Linked DNA regions of Mus musculus: regions 2 and 3 are each linked to region 1. Evidence: chromatin contacts called from public HiCAR-type and HiChIP or PLAC-seq data. All regions are on one chromosome and are shown on one strand. The core of a region is the stretch at or near the end of the contact, and the rest is flanking DNA. Distances in the headings are between cores, read along the strand shown.

Evidence for each region. HiCAR-type assays count read pairs that join an accessible place to other places. HiChIP or PLAC-seq counts read pairs in DNA pulled down with a chosen protein or histone mark.
Region 2: a HiCAR-type map of astrocytes shows a contact between it and region 1, with 4 times the contacts expected there. The contact joins the promoter of Cds1 here to the promoter of Abraxas1 in region 1. A contact is called at or near these places in 2 of 39 promoter capture datasets (cranial neural crest and hippocampal neurons), 1 of 484 Hi-C or Micro-C datasets (embryonic stem cells), 5 of 115 datasets of contacts at active chromatin or transcription factors (astrocytes, bone marrow-derived macrophages, differentiating embryonic stem cells and 2 more) and 3 of 9 other capture datasets (adipose tissue, embryonic stem cells and pancreatic islet).
Region 3: a contact with region 1 is called in an H3K4me3 HiChIP or PLAC-seq map of embryonic stem cells, with 8 read pairs. The contact joins the promoter of 9430085M18Rik here to the promoter of Abraxas1 in region 1. A contact is called at or near these places in 5 of 39 promoter capture datasets (the 3T3-L1 cell line, cranial neural crest, liver and 2 more), 1 of 15 datasets of contacts at CTCF or cohesin (large pre-B cells), 8 of 484 Hi-C or Micro-C datasets (the AML12 cell line, B cells, the BV-2 cell line and 5 more), 11 of 115 datasets of contacts at active chromatin or transcription factors (astrocytes, embryonic forebrain, embryonic hindbrain and 7 more) and 1 of 9 other capture datasets (embryonic stem cells).

What each region holds. Positions count from the first base shown.
Region 1 is chr5:100,819,086-100,823,806 of GRCm38.p6, forward strand. It overlaps Abraxas1 (BRCA1 A complex subunit), which reads right to left and starts at 1,850. Exons shown (of 9, transcript NM_172405.3): 1 at 1,746-1,850. The coding sequence starts at 1,832.
Region 2 is chr5:101,763,235-101,767,955 of GRCm38.p6, forward strand. It overlaps Cds1 (CDP-diacylglycerol synthase 1), which reads left to right and starts at 1,896. Exons shown (of 13, transcript NM_173370.3): 1 at 1,896-2,255. The coding sequence starts at 2,139. Gm42134 reads right to left here and starts at 2,029. Exons shown (of 6, transcript XR_880489.2): 1 at 1,736-2,029; 2 at 574-638.
Region 3 is chr5:101,700,602-101,705,322 of GRCm38.p6, forward strand. It overlaps 9430085M18Rik (a long non-coding RNA gene), which reads left to right and starts at 2,948. Exons shown (of 3, transcript XR_001785073.2): 1 at 2,948-3,509; 2 at 4,597-4,721.

The DNA of each region.
Region 1 (4,721 bases), core at 600-3,099:
TAAAGTCCCACAAGATAATCCAAATGAGCAGCCCAAGTCTGGATTTTACACATATTTCTGAGTGTCAGTGGAGGTTTCTTAGCTATGGAATGCTAAAGTGATCAATGTTTTCAGATGTAAATCTGTCTAAAAATTATTAAAAAAAAATAAAGATTTGTAATTCAGTTACATCTGCTTCCCAGTGGGTCTACTGTGTGCCTGTTTTCTTTTAAAATACAGGCAGCCTTTTGAGTTTTTGTTTTGTTTTCTCATTTCAGTGACTCAAGTTTTTTCTTTGGGTGCATTTAAAGATCAAGTGAACTCTTCTATTCATTAAAATTGGTTTATAATGCCCTGCCTCCATTTCATCAAAATAATCGAACGACCAACCAAACAAACATAGGAATGTCCCAGTCTTTTAACAGAATCAAGTGGGTAAAAATCTGCAATTGCAAATGTTCTTGATTTTGATACTCCCAATGTTAAAAACTAGGAAAAGTACCAGTCAATTCTAAGTACAATTATTCAGAAACCAACTCTAAAAACTTTAGTTGAGCTGGAGGGACGATTCAGTCATTAAGAGCAGTGGCTGCTCTTGCAAAAGAACAGGATTTAGTTCTCAGCGCCCACATCTTTATCTCCCATTAAGTTCCAGGGGATGTTATGCCCTCTTCTGGTCTACTTGGGCACTGCCCATGTGTGATCCACAGATGCTCAGTAAATGACTCTTCAAACAAACAAACAAAAGTTAAAATATCTGAGAAACTAGGGTCAAACACCAAGATGTAGTGTACAAGGGCTAATCCTATAAACTACAGACTTAGGGCAGTTTACTTATGTTCACGCTAAACATCTTCTAAAATAAGTCCCACAGATACACACACACACGTGTTTGTGTTTAGTATGAAGTTTGTGTATCATCCTCCCGTAGAGCCATGCTAATGTATCATCCCATTATGTGCTGCCCGGTGAGTACCTCGCGCATTCAAAGATGTCATTTGTTTCCCCCTGGTATTTTGATGTACTGCACATCAAAATCATTGTACACTCCTATCACTGGGACTGTGCTGAGAAGCAATTTAGGCAACGCAGATCTGACACTTAAAGCGAAGGACTCAACAGTTCAAATACCTTACTCCACACTGTTCAGTATGGTGCTCTCTGCACTGTATTCGTGCAGACCCCAAACTCATTTTAGATGTTTCTAGTTTCTTTCTTTATGTTACTAAGAACTTAATACAAGATGCTACTGCCAGACCTCAAAGTTTTACGGTAAGTTTTTAATCTACCAAAAAAAAAAAAAAAAGCCTTAAAATTTGTTTTCAATGTCACTCACGGGCTTCGAAAGGAGGCAAAGGCTTAAAAATGCATTTACACATCTGATCCTGGACAAGGTGCGTTTGTAACGGAAAGTAGCACAGAAATAGCCGGATCTTACAGCCTCATGCCAGGGTAGCCCTACAACTAGCCAGCCCCTTGCGGCTGGGTGCGGGGTCTGGCTCGCCCCTGCTCGTCCTCCCGAGCCTCGCGACGCTCACGCGCTGCGAGTAGGACCCGGCGCCGGGATCCTTCGCACAGCAGGGTAGCGAGGCAGGTAAGCTGCCCGACTTTCGTCGCCGAGCCGGAGGCCCCGGGGAACTTTCCTCCAAGCCCAAGGGCGAGCAGAGAAAAAGGGCCCGGATGAGAGCCCGGGAGGGCGCCCTGCTCCGCGAACCCACGGAGCGAGCGGGGACTGCGGGCGGGGTCGGCAGCCGCGCCCGGCTCACCGTGTCTGAGTCTGTGTTGAGATGATGGAAAGTGAGCGCGCCGAGCACGAAGCCAGACAGCACCCCCAACGTGCTCTCGCCCTCCATACTGCCGCCTCGGTCGCTGCCGCCACAGCCACTATCGCGGAGCATGACGGGAGGCTGGAGCGTAGGGGCGGGGCTTGAGCCTGCGCACCGGGAGACGCGGGTTGTAGGGAGCGCGGTGTCCTCTAGCCGGGTAGGGTGCTTCTTTCATCAGCTTGGCTGAGACACCTGCAGCATGCATGGAAAACACTGTTTATGCATAGTTTAAGGCTACTAATGGTTGTAAAAATAAGAATCGCTTAGCAATATTTTAATACCACGGATATGTCTTTTTGGGGTTTCCACTGCCCTTCATCTATTGGAACTTATGGAAGATCAATAACCAGTGGTGGGTGGGAATTATCTTCTCTAGAGTATTCCCGCTGTGTTGCGTTATTCTGTCTGTGTGTATTTGATTCTTTGGTTTGTTTGCTTGCAATTATAAAGTTATGAACTGAGTCTAGTTTAAAGACTATGTATGTTTATAACATTGTGAAAGTTCAATGATAAGCACGAACATATTGTGTTGGATCATTTGATATGACTAAAGTAAGTGAGAAGGTGAGGGATTGACATGTATTTCACACGTGTCATACACAATTTAAAAAGCCGATGGTTTTTAAATAATTGAAACTTGGCAAAGTGGCATGCTCCTGAATTGCATTAGTATTGCATGTCTCAGTTTTGTTGTGCAATAGCCAGGATTAGCTTGTCAGTGGCAACATGGAAGAAGTCACAGCTCCACTCTGTGGTCACTAATAGCTTGTGGAGTTCTCCTCCCCCTAGGAAAGGAGAATTTATAGAATACATATGTATAGTGCCGGGCGGTGGTGGCCCACGCCTTTAATCCCAGCACTCGGGAGGCAGAGGCAGGCGGATTTCTGAGTTCAAGGCCAGCCTGGTCTACAGTGAGTTCCAGGACAGCCAGGGCTACACAGAGAAACCCTGTCTCAAAAAACCAAAAAAAAAAAAAAAAAAAAGAAAAAAAAGAAAAACATATGTATAATACATATGTATTATAGAATGTGTATGTATTAATATATATTCCGTGGTACTATCATATGTATCACATATATAATTATACATAATACATGTAAAGGCCCATGGTATTTAGTTTTCATTACATGAGCTAGCCACCAGAGTTCAAGGCTGGTTGTGACAGGAGAATAAAGACAACAGTCCTAGATGACAAAGATCCTACCCAGCACGTACATTTCCCACCCTTTGACCTCGGCACCTCCCCCCCCCTTGTGAAGGAGTTCTCATGTACCCGAGTTCCCTAATATGCAAGTTTGAGGGGAGAAATAGTTTCCCACATCTCAGAATACAAAGTCTTGAATAAACCCGATTTCCTTCCACCAACTCTCATTCTCTGAATATTAGCTTTTAAGTATGGAGCAGATGACCTTGGGTGTGGTGACATTTCTGCTGAATATTAATTGCTTTTCTGTTGCTGTGATAAACCACCATGACCAAGGAACCTTACGGAAGGGACGGTTTATTTGGGCTTACACATCCAGAGGGATAGGAGCCCATCACCGTCACAGCAGGGAGCCTGGCAAGCAGCAGGCAGGCATGGTACAGCAAGCAGAGGACACCCTGAACCTCGAGAAAGATGCAGAGAGAGCAAACTAAAATTGGCACAAGTCTTTTAATTCTCAAAGCCTGCCCCCAGTGACTCCTTCAGCAAGACCACACCTCCTGAACCTATCCAAATGGTGCCACCAACCAGAAACTATTCAGATTTCTAGACTGTGTGGGCATATCTTTGAGACCATCACAGCTGTGTTCTGGGATAACACCCTCACTAGACCCTATTGCTGTCTGAAAACTACATCACCATGTTGTGACCGTACAATGGTATACAAAGCAGTAAGAAGAAGTGTTAATCCTACCAGGTGAAAATAAGACTAGTACCACAATTTTTGAGCAAAATGTAAAGCAGGCTTTATTAGATACTGGTCAGGATGATGGACACCGGCCAGTTCCATACCTTGGATGCCCAGAGAATGGCTGTAAACCCCACAAGACTCCGTATTCCCACGTTCATCCAATCAACAGCAATCATATCCGGACATACTTCCTGCCTACATACCTCTCTATCATGCATGTGACCAAGCACTTCCTGTGCAGCTGGAGCAACCAACCTTCTTCACAGAAGTGAAAACACCTGGCTTGTTATCTTACTTGAACCGCAGCCCCCAGCATTCCAGGAAGCTGGCTGCCCTTGGGCAAGTGGGGCTTACAGGTTAGAGGCGTTTTTTGTTTTATAGATCTCTTAAGCACAGTAGTTAAAACTTAACATATAACTTTAGCCCTCGCAGAACTGAAAGTAAAGGCATGCGTATGAATTTGTGGGTTGCATGATGAGGGAAATCTAATACTGTATTATTAACCCCTGTGCAGAAACAAAATAGGAGGACATTCTTTCAGCTCAATTGTATCAAGTGTCTGGAAGGGAAACTATGTGTCTTAAAGACCCTTCTTGCAACCACAGTGGCCTGTGTGAATGATGAATATACAAGGTTACTACTGGTGGAAAGTTCATCTCTAAAGCTGAGTTAGCTAATGGAAAGGTATCCAACCTTCAAAACAAAGCAGGCCGACCCAACAGCAAAACCGGAAATGCCACGCTTTTATCCTGTGTCTAGTTGCCCTGGAGATGAGTCAACGCTTTTTTAATTCTTGGAGCAGTTAACCGAGTTAAGCAGAACACATTCTTTACTTGTATCCATCAAAGCACTCTGGGTAATTTATTTCCTCTCTCTGAAGGGCCACTGACCTGTACAGTTGTATGGTTCATCCATGTCTGTCACACATGATCTGAGAAGGGCTTTCATACCATGGTGACTTCAGATTTTGGATGATTTGGGGGGCGGATGTTCCCTGTGTTTTCAGTGTGTGTGTGTGTGT
Region 2 (4,721 bases), core at 646-3,145, 940 kb after region 1:
CGCACCATGTAAGTCAAAACATAAAACACAAAGCATAAAGGCCAAATAATTTCCCATCAGGCTATAGATCTCCACCCATTTGTTTCTTCATTCACTTCTTCAACAAGCACTGCTGACTGTTCTGAGGGTAGGGGCTGGCTCTGTGGCAAGCCTGTGGTTCCATTGATCATTCAGTGAGCATCAATAACTATAATGAAGACAAAAATAAATCACCATCTCAGCTGAACTACAGGGAGTGGCAAACTTCAGGAAGGGTGGGAGCACGGTGATGGCTCTGTTCTCTCCCTCCTCCCTGGGTGGAGGAGTACTACTTCTTCTGTTACTCTGACTGACTTCTCCGGTTTCCTCTTGCCTCAGCAGGCTTTCCTCCTCTACCACCCCAAAGGGAGAAGAAAGAAAAGGAAGAAAACCTAGAGGTTGTCTGTGGGAGGGAGAGGGAGGGAGGGAGAAGTGCTGAGCTACCTCCCTGTGCCTGTGAGTCTGACACTGACACCTCTGACACAAGCACCAGAACAGCTAAAAGAGAGGCTAACCTCCTTGTTATTCCTTTCACTGATGGGGACATAGGCTTACCTGCTTACTAGAGGCCATGGAGATAATTGGCACCACGGGGGTTAGAACACTGGCTCCTCAACTTCCTGGAAGAAAGTTGAAAGGAACTCTGGTCCTTTCTGCTGGGTAGGATCAACAGCCAGAGCCAACCCATTCCAGCCTCTGTGGTCCCCACCCCTTACTCCCCCACCCCCCACCCCCACGGTCATTTTATCTTTGTATCCAGAAGTACTTTTTCTCTGGCCCTCCAAAACAATGTAGATCAATTGACCTAATTACTAGCAGTCTTCCGTTCCTTATGGAAAACCCACACCACGTCCATCTCATATCTTCCATTAGTTTTAAATGATATTTATCTATTTATATGTGTGGGTGTCAGCGTGGAGATCAGAGGACAGCTTTCTGGAGGCAGTTCTCTATGTCCATCATGTTGGGGATTGAATTCCGGTTATCAGTTTTGGCTGCAAGTGTCTCTCTACCTGAGTCTACTGTTTTTCATTGCATCCTCCTCTGACGTTTGGTTTTGCTGGTTAGTTATGAGGCTTTAAGGACAACATATTACTTATTTTTAGTAATGACCTGATAAATTGTTGATTTATTACAATAAAGGTGCTCCTCTGTCTGGTTTGTGTGAATTACGGATGTGTGTCTTTGGCCTTTAAGGACCAGCTCGCAAATATGTGTGAAAAAACCCCCTAAGCACCTGCTAACAGGATTAGACTAGAGTTAAACCAGATCATGTGTCCATCCTGTTCCACCTTTAGCGTCCCAAGGTCCTTGTCTTTCAGAGAGGTACCCCGCAGCGGCGCCCTAGGGCATCAAAGGCTGTCTGTGGATCCTATGGTAGAAACTCTCTGAGAGACTCAAAACCCCGAGTTTCCCCAGTACAGAACCTGGGTACGATATTGAAACTGTTGGCCAACTCATCCCCAGGCACCAGGGAGGTTAAGCACTGGCTGGAACGCAGAGCCAACGGGTCTGTCCTGCCCAGCAAGTTTCTGCTTGGGGACGCCTGCGACGCTCCGCCACGCTGCGGCGTGTCAAGCAGGGCCGAGTCCCTTGGAGGAGTCAGTTGAACTCCGCCTGACATCCCTGCGCCAAGGAGGACTTCCCGGCGGCGCCCAGGCTCGCCCCCGCGTTCCTCCGTCCCTGGCTCGTCCCTCGTCCTCGGCCGTTCGCGTACCTTTCCGTGCCCCCACCTGCCCAGGGAGCCGGGGCAGGGCCCGAGCATTGACGTCATCGCCCGGGGCGGGGCCTCGGGCACCGCAGTGCAGCGCGGAGGGGCGAGCGGGGCGGGGCCTGCGGCGCGTGACCGCGCTGCGGGAGCTCGGCGGCGGGAAGGTGGGGCGGGCCGGGTGGCGCGGTCGCGAGGCGCGAGGGAGGGCCGTGCTGCTCCTCCGCCCCCTGGGGCCAGTGCGTGGAACGGCGCACCTGGCAACGGCGCCGCGTCCCCGCCCGCGCCGGTCCGCACACCCTGCCGGCGGCCTCGAGCGCTCGCTCGTTGATGCCGTTCTGGGGGTGACCCGGCGCGGCTCCGCGGTGGCGGGGCGCTAGACGACGCCAGCCCAGCGACGCGGGAGCGGGACATGCTGGAGCTGCGGCACCGCGGGGGCTGCCCCGGCCCTGGGGGAGCGGGGGCGCCGCCACCCCGCGAGGGAGAGGCGGCCGGCGGTGACCACGAAACCGAGAGCACCAGCGACAAAGTGAGTGAGTGCGGCGGGGCCGGGCCGCGCCCCTGGAGCGGGCGTGTCGTGGGGGGTCCTGCTCGTCCTCTGTCCCGGGGCGTGCGCGGCCGGGCCGCCGTTCCGGAACCGGACTGCACTCTAGCTTCTTTCCCGGATCTCCTGGTTCTGGGGTCAGGATGGAACCCGTCCCCGCAGGCGCTCTGGCTGTCTAGTGGCTGTCACCTCTCTCGCCTTTCCTTGGTAGGGCGACAAAGTTGGGAGTAAACTTAAGACGGGCACCTTGGGTCCTAGCCTGTCATTGGAGCCTGGCGCAGACCGGCTTCTGGAGCTCCTCCAAGCTGCGCTTTCGTTTCTCTGTTCTTTTTTTCTGGCTGATAGATTTCGGAGGGTTGAGGCTGTCATATATGGGGAACATGTAAGTGCGCCTCAAACCAGGCAGTTGTCCCATCGGTGGATTTCATTTAACCGAACAGGCTAATTCCAGACTTTTAGCACGCCACTCCTCCCCCGCTTTAAAATAGATGAACTTTGCTTCATATTTTAAAATATGCGGATATGTACGGTCACTATTATAATTGAAGCTAGGAAGAGTCAAACGTTTAGGTGTGTTTTCTGATAAACCAGTGCCAGTAAGAACTTAGGAGGAAAAATAATAAAAGTTTTATGGCTGCATGAGCTTGGTAGATTATGAAATTGGGCCAGAGAATAGATTTGCTATACGAGTTTGCTTACAGAATTCCTCTTCGCTTGAGAGACTCAAAACTTTTGAATCATTCTTGGATTTCTGTTTTGTGGAATGTAGTGTGGTGGTATCTGCCGTCATCCCAGCACTTGGGGGTAGGTGTGGAGGCAAGGACTGCCAAGATCATTCTCAGCTTTGTAGTCAGCTCAAGGTTGGCCCGGGGCTCAAACAGACACAAAAGACAGACAACCCAAATGGACTTGCGTTGCCCAAGGTCAAGTTCTCTGCCTTTTGGTAGTGGAACTAACTTCTCTGTTTTCTGTCTTTTGCCTTTTGCTGTTCTGACGCTCTCTGGCAGTGTGACTGAGGGGGAAGTTCCTCCCAAAACTTACACAGATGAACTTGATAGAGCTTGAGTTACAAATCTGTGCTGCCGCAACAATATGGTTAGCAATAAATACGTGATTTTAGAACCACAGCTTCTTCCCTGTTCCTGATGGATAGGGAGTTAAGATGAGAGTCTGGGAAACATTTGTGCTGCCGAGGAGTGACACAGAATAAACACACTTTCCAGCTGTGGAAGGTTGAAAAACGGAAAGCCATGGGCTGAGAGCAGCTCCGTGAAGAGTGCCTTGGAAACCAGACCCAAAATAGAATTAATTAGGTTGGGATTTTGTTTTAGCCCTGGTATCCTTTAGAATCAAGGAAATACCAGCCTCCTCATGTCGACTTCCTTAACTGGAGGAAGCTAACGAGCTTTTATTAAGAAAAAACATGTTCTGGAAATGGGGAAACGGCGCACAAACCGGCTTTTGAGTGTAACGTCTTATTTTTAAGCACCAGGATGTATTTAAATTAGGAACAGCTTCTGTGGTGTCTTGACTCATTAGCCTGATCCCTCGGTGACTTGCTTACCCCACCGGCTTGTTTGTTTGTTTGTAAATGCTGCACTGCTGGCTGTCACTGAGTCGGTCTCACATCTCGGTGGATGTGGCTTTTCCAAATGCAGTGTGTTGCATCTGCGACTGGTTTTGTCAATGTTTCTTAGAAGAGGGTGAGCATGTTCAAACTGTGCTGAAATATCCCTGTGGTTCTGGAGTCCCTTCTCAAGGAGCCCTTGACTTTCAGAGCCTTCAGACTCTGAGCTGCATCCTCTCTGTGTCCTTTCTTATCAGGGTGTGTATTTGAACACACCTATATTTCCAGGTCAAGGGCTATTTTTAAGTCAGCTGCCATCGTTGGAGGCTGGTTAATATTTGGTCCATCGAAACTCTTAAGTGTTGTTAAGTTTAAGAGCCAGTTTAAAAAAAAAAAACCACACCTTTAGAAATTAATGCAGGAATTGAAGGACTACCTCACATCCTGCTTACTCCGAACTTCTATGCCTTGCCATTTTGTAGCCTTTATAATGGTCTGGTTGATGGGACATTTCTATTGTTCACGACCCTGAGACTTCTGCCCAGACAAGGCTCTGTGTGCTCCAGAGAATTAGCATGTGAAATAGTGCTTCATCTCTGCAGGGGAATGCTCTAGGACTTGAAACACCCAAGTAGTACTTGACCAAGAACAAGGGCCCGTCTCAGCCTACTACCCACCCTGGAGCCATGTGTGGGCAGCTTTCAGTAGACAGCCGTGAAGGCCTTGTTAGCATAGAGGGCTCGAATGGACATGGAGACTGTAGGGGAAGCTCTAAGGAGGACTTGAGTGTTGAACTCGGAAGTGAAGATGCCTGGGAGGTCAGTCAAGTGGACAGGGGTTAGGACTGGTTAGGGCAGGGTGTTCTAGTCAGAAGGCACTCAGAA
Region 3 (4,721 bases), core at 1,698-4,197, 880 kb after region 1:
GGCTTGTTCTTATCTCACTATTCAATGTGTTAAGTATACTTTATCCAACTACATACATCTACTGATTATTTCCTCTTGGCTGGGACAGAATGGGGCATTAGGGCTGCCCAGGACTCAGTAAATATTTGTTCATTTCCAATTATAGTAATGTTTATCTTTGAAACAGCCAGCTGTTTTATTTATGGTAGGATGAAAGGGCACCATCATACTTATCGGTTTTCACTTCCCAGGAAAGGCACTATCAATAAACTATGACGCTTGCATAAATGTTTTTAAAAGAAGTGTCACATATTTGTTGTAATGGCGCCCCCTAGTGAACATTTCCATTACTGCTTTTTGAACACCTTTTAGGTTTGTTCATTGATGGTTGTTGGTTGGTTCACCTACTCATAATCTAAGCATCTAGAGGATGAGGCAGGATTGCCTCAAGCTCTGGTCCAACTTGGGAATACATTCAGAGCCTGTTTCAAAAGCCCTAAGAGAACTTTCTTTCCCCTGCCTATAAACAAAAGTTGTCTCCCAATGATCGTCTAAGTTTCATACATGGTCACAAAACTGAATAATAGAAGCAGAATTCCTTTCCTCTTGAAACAAACGGTGTCTACATTTTAATCCACTTGAAACAAGGAAAGTGAAGAGAGCAGGGCAGTCTCCAGCAGGTAGCATTTGCAGGAAGAACTTCGGTGTGTGGAAATATTCCACGTGGGTTCTTCCTCAGCACTTACACAGTTTATTTACATAATCTCTGTGTTACTTTATGCTGTGCCCTGCTAATCACTTTTTGCAGATGGGAAGTCCATGCTGCCAGCAAGTGGAAGCTGAGACATGGACCCAGGTTGCCTGACCCAGATTTCAAGCTGCAGGTTAATTATAAGTTAACAGAGCCACTGGATTGCTTACATCTCAAACCCAGTTTTCCTCCTCATAGCAAACCAGTTTGTCAGACAGTGGCTTCATGGATCCATCGTCCTCTGCTTGCATCACAGAAAGGCCCAGCACTGTCCTGCCCCAGGACTGCAGCTCCTCTCCCTGTCACACCCCGCAGCTGCCACTCAGCTAGGAAGAAGTGCTCCCTAATCCCAGGGCCACAGCAGGACAGAGCCAAGGACAGCACAGGCAGCCACAAGAAAACAACAACAACATTAGAGACAAAGGACACAAATGCCAACATCCCCTGGCAGATCGAAGACAACGAAAACAGCAGCACAACCAACAATAAAACACAGAAAATGAAGAACTCGTGAGGTCATACGTTATGTAGAAAGATAGACGAGAGATCTGGAAAGGTGAAGAGACGATAGATTTGATACATGTTCTCTCTGGTGGCTTCAGTGAGGAAATCCTCCTTGTGTGTCTAAATGCTTGCTCCCATGATGGTGATGCTATTTGGGGGAGGTTATGAAGCCTTCAGGAGATGAAGCCTCACTGGAGGAAGTGTGTCAGTGGGGGGGGGGGAGAGTGTGAATGGACTTTGAGGGTTTAAGTCCTTACCCTACTTTCTGATCCCTGACCCCTCTTCTATCTCTGTCTCTCTCTTCTCTCTGCCTCTCCGTCTTTCTCTATGTGTTTCTCTCCTCTCCCCCTCCCTCCTTTTTCTCTCCCTCCCCTTCCCCCCCTCTCTCTCTTCCCTCCTTTCTCTCTTTCTCCCTCTCCCCTCTCCTCCCTTCTTTCTCTCTCTCCTTTCCTTCCCTCCTTCCTATGTGTGGATAGACAGTGATGATCAGCAGCCCTCCTTCTCTCTCTCTCTCTCTCTCTCTCTCTCTCTCTCTCTCTCTCTCTCCTTTCCTGCCCTCCTTCCTGTGTGTGGATAGACAGTGATGATCAGCAGCCCTCCTTCTTTGTCCTCTTGGACTCCCCTCTGGAGTCATAAGGCACAGCAACGCTCTCCTCCTAAATTTGCCTTTGGTCCAGATATTGATCACACTGACAGAAAAGGGATATTAGTCCAGGATCTCTCCAGCAGGAGACTGCTAGGGGCACATTAGTAAAAACAAGAGTGTTGGCATTCACAAGGAAGGTTCCACAGTTTTATCACAGAGAGACTGGATCACGTGAAGTACACCGATGGATTCTAACCCAGAGAGAACTTTTGATCAAGACTGGTGTTTTCTTCCCTCCTCTTGCATCATAGCTTCAAGGGAAGCAACCGTAATCAAAATCCCACAGGGAGAAGCTAGGTTAGTTCTTGATCTGCTGAGCTCAGGTAACTCAGCCAAGGAGCAGATGGTTCTGGTATGACTCCAGGTGCAGGCTTCAGAAGAGTCTCACGTGAGACATGTCCCTCCTCATAATGCGGGCTGACCACAAGGACAAGCAGAAAAGCCAGACGACGAATGCCCTGACTCATTGAAAGAGGGGACAGTAATCTTCGACACAACCAAATCAGGGTCAGAGACGAAGTTCAACGGCAGAGCACGTGCCTAAATCACACAAGGTTTAGTGAGGATTCAAGCCCAGCCATACAAAAGCATAAATAAAACCAAAAAGCTGTCCAAATCATAAAAGATAAAGGCCATGGAAATACAAATTAAAGGTATAAGCATTTGACAACTTAATGCAATACACATTTCTCTCCCGATTCTGTCCAGGAAGGATAAAATGGCCGAAAGTTCATTTTTTAGGAGAATGGACAAAACTGAAATCTGAATGAGCAATTTCAGAGTATGGCACAGTGTAAATTTATTGGGCTAGATTACCGGTAAGAGAGGGAGAGGGAGGGGGAGGGGGAGGGGGAGGGGGAGGGGGAGGGGGAGGGAGAGGGGAGGGGGAGGGGGAGGGGAGGGGGAGAGTGAGAGAGAGAGCGAGAGAGAGAGAGAGAGAGAGAGAGAGAGAGAGAGAGAGAGAGAGAGAGAGAGAGAGAGAGAGAGAAACATACACTAAAGTACACAGGGGCAAAAAGAGAGGTATTTTCCTTTAAAAGGCTCAGAAAGAGCGTGCGTGGGCGTGAGCGCATGCGTGCATGGGGTCTGAGGAGCTGATGAGTCAGCAGTGGCGGTGGCGTGGAAGCCATGACCGCCACTAAACACTGCACCTGAACTGGCTGAGGTGGTAGCTGTTAAAGTCTGAAAGAAAATATAACTGTAAGCAGGTCACAGAAATACAGGGCGAACAAATAGTAAAGCGACAGGATAAAGCGGAGGTGTGAGTCCATCTGTCGTCACCGCAACAAAATACCCGAGGAAATGTGGAAAACCTTGTGCTGTCTCCTGCTTCAGAGGCACCAGCCCTAGGTCACGCTCAGCCTGGGCCTGTGGTGAGATCCACCTCACAGCAGAAGTTTGTGTTGCTCTCTCACACTAACGGTTTGAGAATTTGATCCCTTCTGCTACCTAGAAGCTGGTTGCCCCTGAGGTCCCTCCTTCCTCTAGCATACCACTCCTCAGAATGTCCAGAGATGACGCTGCAAGGACCCGTCTGTGACGAACTAGGGCACTGAGGAGAGCGTTCTCCAGGTTCCTTCCTCTTCCTGCGTTGCCATTGTTACCGTGTGACATTCCAGGGTAGGAGAGGTGTGTTCCTGGGGGATGGGTGGGAGGGTGCGCGTGTGCATATGTGTGTGTGTGTACATGTGTATAAATACTACTGCAATCCTTGGTCAGGGCCCTGACACTGGGTATTCCAACATATTGGGTCCAGCCACTCACCTCCAAACCCAGAGAAAGTAGGTGTGAAAACCAGGAAAGGACATTTAGTCAGTAAAACCACAGCAGGAAGGAAGGGCAGCTGCTCCTGTCAGTGCTGTTCAGCGGGGCAGTCAAGAGCCCCCGAATTATCCAGGCAAGGAAAATTATCCAGGAATCAGAGGAAACACATGCCATTGGTCAGTCTTGGTTACACTCTGGTCTGGCTGATCCTTGTCTAGGGATTAGTAAAAGCACAGTAAGGAAGTTGCAGTTGCCTGGACACACTGTCAACTCTTGTACAAGGTGTTTGTCTATCCACCTAGAATTCTAGGTGACTGAAGGGGAAAATGTTTCAGAACAAGAGAGTCACAGTATATGGCCACGTCTGCTTCTGCCCTCTGCAATGCACCAGGCACCTACAGGCCCAAGTGAGTGCAGGCGCTTTTAGCCACAGCAGACTCTAGATCTTGCTTCCAAAAGGAGAGACAGGTGAAGGGAAGATGGATGGTAGTTTTGGAGTGTCTGTGGTTTTCAAGTGACAGGCTAGCTATGTAGCCCAGACTAGCTACAATCTCATGATCCTCCTGCTTCAGCCTCCTGAGTGCTGGGATGGCAGGCAACAGTGTGGGTGTTGTTTGTTGTTGTTGTTTAAGATTTATTTATTTAGTTAATGTATATAAGTACTCTATCTTCATGTACACCTGCATGCCAGAAGAGGGCATCAGATTATATTTATAGATGGTTGTGAGCCACCATGTGGTTGCTTGAAATTGAACTGAGGTCCTCTGGAAAAGCAGCCACTGATCTTAGCCTCTTAGCCATGTCTCCAGCCCAATGGTGTTCTTTCTATTAGGAAGGAAATGCACGCAAATAGCGACCCTTTGAATTTTGTAGCATTGCTTCAGGACTAACAGAAAATGCTTTGTAATTCTGAAGAAATTTCACCTCCCCTTTCTCATCTCATCTCCCAAAGGACACCGAGAGTCAGGAGAGACAACAGCACACTCCGCCCATTTCAATAAAGAGAAAAGCAATCTCGAGAAAGCAAACGACCCCTGCCAACCCTCGGTTGGAATCTCAGGACTCTGACTGCGTATG